Regions from separate parts of the Phocoena phocoena genome. Here region 2 is linked to region 1. A link is a contact called in public Hi-C data. All regions are on one chromosome and are shown on one strand. The core of a region is the stretch at or near the end of the contact, and the rest is flanking DNA. Distances in the headings are between cores, read along the strand shown.

Region 1 (2,700 bases), core at 131-2,630:
TGGATTTTACTCCAAACGTCTGAAAGTCCACCACAGGGTTTTGAGCAGGGCCCCGGCAAACTCCAATTTTCCCTCTAAAAGGATCTTCCTGGCTGCTCTGTGGGGAACAGACTTTAAGTAAAACCAGAATCAGAGAGATCAATTAGGAAGCTACTCCAATACTCTAATAGGGAGTGTGGTATGAACTAGCATGTTGGAGGAGATGGTAAAAAGTGGTTAGGTTTGAAATATATTTTGAAGGTAAAGCCAAATAGGTTGCTGATTAATTGGTTACAGGAAGCAAAAGTCAGAATGAGTCTTAAGGTTTTTGGCCTTAACAAATGGATGTTATTTACTGAGATAAAGAACACTAAGAAAGGACAGGTTTGGAGGAGAATATCAAAAGTTTAGTTTGGATACGTTAAGTTGAAATATCTATCAGACACTCAAGAGGAGATGGTGAGTAGGCAGCTAGATGTATCAATCTGGAATTCAAGATAAAATCTGCATTGGATTATAATATAAATTTAGAAGTAATGAATGTGTAAATAGTATTTAAAGGTACTAGACTGCATGAGATCACCTAGAAGTGTGGATGGATAAGAGAGAAGTACGAGGATAACGAAAGAGAAGGTAAGAGCACAGGTGCTCAAAGGCACTTCCTACAGATGGTAGGAAGAGACAGATCCAAAAAGGAGACTGTACAGTGGCCGGAAAAGTAAAAGAGACAGAAGGAGAGTATATAGCTCTTAAAGTATCTGTCTCTCTTTCTAACTAAGATTGCGTGCTGACTATACCATTCCGAGACATTTACCACACAATGCATTCCACTGGTGATTATGAAAATGAAAAAAAAAACCGTAGGTAAAGTGCCCATTATAAAGTCAGATCCAGAGTACCTGTTTTTACTGTGTCCCAACCTGACCCCAAATTTCCTGAGAATGGAAATTAACGTATTCTTCATGGCTCCCAAAGCGCTTCGCCCACACGGGCTTTCGAAGAATGTTTCCGTCCCTACTTCACAAGACAGGAAGATTTAAACTCAAAGGCCATCTGCACTCTCCTTGCTGATCTGCACTGAGGTCAAGCAGATCCGGGCTGGGCCCCACCAAGCCGCAGCCTCCCACGGTCTCGGGCTGCTCCGTGAAACCCCGACCCACAGTGAGAAGGGAAGGCCTCGAACCGCTCGCAAAGAAGCGGAGTTGTCAACAGCCCCACGCCCGCACCCAGACTAGAGCAGGCGGCTTATCGGGTTCGAGCTGGGAGCCCCCCGAGAAGGGGCCTGCGGTGACCCTGGGCACCGAACGCGGACCACTGTGAGGCCTGGCCGTTCGGGATACACACCTGGATGACGCGCTGCTTCAGCTTATTATCCACAAACCTCGCGGGCCTGGGCTTCATCGCTTCTGCTTCCGTCGCCGCAGCCTGGGCTTCACGTGAACCGAGGGCCTCCCCGAGGCTGCCCGCGGCGAACGCCGGGCCGGCTTCCCCCAGAAATGCTCCCCAAGCCGGCCTAGCCCGTGCCGTTCCCCTCAGGAGTTTTGTATGGCGAGTGAGGAAAAAAAACTACCGAAAACACACGGAGAAGACTTGAAAGCAGTAGGGAGTTTCTAGGAGTCTTATCTTACAGGCTTGTCCGAGAGGCCCTGGAAGACAAGGACCCGTTTGAACACGCTCAACTTTATTGTTCCCAACTGTGAGGTGAAGCGCATAGGCGGCTGCGGGGAGGTTAGTGCGGGCGCCTGGCTCCACGCATCTGTTTGTAGCCGGTTTTGGTTGTCAGATTCTAGGCGTTCCAGGCGCACCGTTTGCGAATGTAAAGTTAATCTTGACTTAGAATCTTAACAAAACAAAAACTAGATACTTGGGACGATTAGATCAGGATAAAAACACCGCCACCCTGCTGCTTCCTCTCCCACCCTGTGACGCGCATTACTGAGACCCGACAAAGGGGCTTGGTGTCAAAAGAGAAGGAAAGATTAGCTTACCCAGATAACCAAACCATCTGTTACATTTGGAAATCACTTGCTATTATGGTATTTTTGACAGATAATTCATTGAGCACATCCAGTGGCAGACTCCATCTTGGCTTAGAAACTGCCCAGAATTTTATTAAACGTATGTGTATGCCCGCAATAAGTTCATCTTGCAGCGAAGGAGACACTAAATAAAGGAACCATTATCAAAAAATTTACTGGCTTTAGTTTCTGTTTGTTTGCTTGTTTTAATCGTGTTTTCAGTATCCTTATTTGAGGTCTTACTTGGCTTATGACAATATAAAGTGTGGCCTAAGTAGTGATGGAATTAAGAGAAGATGGTGAGATGTTGACAGTGTGGATAAAGCATGTTGCCTGCCATTTTAGTAAACAAAGGATATTGTGGCCATAAAGCCATCAGCCACTCTTGCTGCCCCCAGTGGTGCACCCTGAGAGGAATTCAGGATGGAGAAAAACAGGATACTGACCCTAGATAGTTAAGGTGCATATCAAAGGCATAATTTCAATAAGGCCAGACTCTTGCATCTTCCCGTACATAAAAAAGCACTAAAATCATTGACTTGAGATGTCTGTTTTTTGTGATTAGCGGTAATCTTTTGATGTTCAACTAAAGGTTTTTGTTTTTGTTTTCAGCAAAACTTCCTATGCATCCTGGCTCCTCCCTTACCTCTTTGGATCACACAGCTATTGCAGAGGCTGGTTCCCAGGGGTATAGTCCTCAGTT
Region 2 (2,700 bases), core at 175-2,674, 210 kb before region 1:
CATATGCTCTTCATCTGGATTCAGCAATTGTTAACATTTATCATATTTGCTTTATTAATCTCATTCTCTATCTATCTACATATTGAACCATTTGAGAGCAAATTGAGATATCATGCTCCTTTACACCCTAAACACTTCAACGTGTATTTCCTAAGAAGAAGGACATTCTCTTATGTGACTGCAATAAAATTATCCAAGTCAGGAAACTTAATACGATTACAATATTATTATCTAACGTATATTCTCTATTCAAATTTTGCCAATTGTCACAGTAATGTTCTTATTGCGCTTATTCCTACTCCATGATCCAATCCAGGATCACCCATGTTTAGTTATCTTGTTGCTTTCGTCTCTTTTAATCTGGTAAAATTTCATAGTTTTTGTCTTTCATGACATTAACCTTTTTTAAGATGATGGGATAGTTACCTAGATTTGTCTACCTCAAATACAGGTTATGTATTTTTTGGTAGGAATACCACATTATGTTATGTCCTTTTTAAGATAACACATCAGGAGCTGTATAATATACATTTCTCCCCATAACTCATGATGTCAATTTTGATCATTTGGTGTGGTGGTGTCCACCAAATTTCACTATTGTAAACCTTTTTATTTTGTAATTGATAGGTAATTTATGGGGATTATTTTGAGACTATGTAAATATTATATTCCACATCACACCTTTACTTTCTAGTTTTAGCATCTTTTGATGATTCTTGCCTAAATCAATTTTTTATTGAGATACAATTCACGTATTATAAAATTCACTATTTGAAAGTGTACAGTTCATTGGTTTTTAGTATATTCACAAAGTTGTGCACCAATCACCATTATCTAATTCCAGAACATTTCGTCACCCCAGAAAGAAACCTTTCACCCCTTAGCAGTCATTCCCCTTTCCTTTGCTCTTTCCAGCCCCTGGGAACCACTAATCTACTTTCTGTCTTTGTCGATTTGGCTATTTCAGACATTTCATATCAACGGATTCATACAATACGTGGTCCTTTGTGTCTGGCTTCTTTAATTGAACATGTATTCAGAGTTCATTCATATGGTAGTTTTAATCAATCCCTCATTCCTTTTTAACTAAATCAATTATTACTATGGTTCTTGAAAAATGATGATACTCTACATCATTCCATCGACACTAGTTAACATAATTTTTATCTCCCTTTATCAGGAAAGCACTTTAAGAAAATTGCACGATGAAGTTCATTTTAGACAGGGCTCCCTTGCCTTCAAGTCGTTTCCAATCTTAGAAGAAAGGGCTTACAAAGACTATCTTTCTTCTCTGCTTCCCACTTGAACAAGCAGCAATGTGTCTCTCTCTTCTGTCATCCACGGGCTCCTCCCCCTTCTCCAGGTGCCCCTCCCCGGCGGCTCAAGAGGCGGAAGTGACGCACAGGAAGTGTCCCTCTTCCCCTTGCTCTGGGAGGAAGGAATCAAACCCCCAAGATGGCGGCGGCGTCGGAGGAGCGGATGGCTGAGGAAGGAGGCGGTGGCCACGGCGACGGCGGCTCCCCTTCGGCCATCGGCTCTACCCAGCGACTGCCCCCACCTCCCCCGCCCCAGGCCCCGCAGCCGGGGTCCCAGGCTCCCCCGCCCCCGGCGCTGGCTCCGGACCAGCTGCCTCAAAACAACACGCTCGTGGCGCTGCCCATCGTAGCCATCGAAAACATCCTCAGCTTTATGTCCTACGACGAAATTAGCCAGCTCCGCCTGGTGAGGCCCCCACGGGACCCCCGCCGCCCTCTCCGCCGGGCCGAGGTTTGGGGAGGGCCCGAGAGGGAGAGAGCGTTCCCCGGGGAGGGAGCCCCTTGGGAGCCTCAGCCGGCGCCAGAGCACCGAGTGCGCCCCTCCCGCCCCAAAGTCTCTGTCGGGGCCGGTCCGCGGGTCTTGTCCGGATTTTGCCCTTGCTTTGGGGCTGGGGGCGACTGCGTGCGGGAACTTGGCCTTGGGGGGCTCCGTGCCCCCCACCCGGAAGCGGGGCCGCGGCCGGGGAGGCAGCGGGAGCTGGGCTTCCCACCTCCTCCCGACCTGAATGTGGACCCCGGAGGGGTCTCGCCACCTGCCTTTTGTATATCACCCTCCAGCCCCCGGCCGGAGTTAGGGGGCCAGCACTCCGAAGTAGGCGAGATGATCCTAGCCAGGTTTGGTTTGTCTGCGAGAATAACGTATTGTTACCCCGCCCCCCCCCCCCCCCCGCTAAGTTTTTTTGTTCCAGAAAATAAAGTCGGATCGGTCGGTCCTCCCAAAAGCCGGTAGAGGTTTGGAGGAATTGGAACGTAGCCTCAACCCCAGCGCCCTAGTTGACCAGTAAAGTAGAGCCCTGAGAAGTGACTATTCCGGCTTTGCCTCACCCCTGATACTTCCCACCCATAGTGAAGCAACTTGCCCCTTGAGAAGGTTTTTTTTCTTTCCTGCAGTTCGTTTTCTAACTAGTGATTTACGCCCACCCACCAGCTTTAGGAGAGGTTTTATACCTTAAAATCACAGTAGTTTAGTCCATGATTTATGAAAATAAATTGCCATTGGGATTTTCTTCATTCCAGAAGTTTCATTGAAGGTTTGATGAATATCTTAGTTCAGTCAGGTATTTTGCTTCCTTTCAGTGAATTTAAGTGGTAAGGAAATTGAAGGAGGTGGACATTTTGAAATGATTGCAGACCGATTCTGTGTGGAAGCTAAATCTGTGGTCGG

The links. A called contact is a pair of places that touch in the nucleus more often than the background predicts.
Region 2: a Hi-C map of lung shows a contact between it and region 1, with 7 times the contacts expected there. The contact joins the promoter of FBXO28 here to the promoter of NVL in region 1. A contact is called at or near these places in 2 of 2 Hi-C or Micro-C datasets (kidney and lung).

What each region holds. Positions count from the first base shown.
Region 1 is chr1:165,225,794-165,228,493 of mPhoPho1.1, reverse strand. It overlaps NVL (nuclear VCP like), which reads right to left and starts at 1,380. Exons shown (of 23, transcript XM_065871782.1): 1 at 1,324-1,380. The coding sequence starts at 1,380.
Region 2 is chr1:165,434,207-165,436,906 of mPhoPho1.1, reverse strand. It overlaps FBXO28 (F-box protein 28), which reads left to right and starts at 1,424. Exons shown (of 5, transcript XM_065889737.1): 1 at 1,424-1,722. The coding sequence starts at 1,456.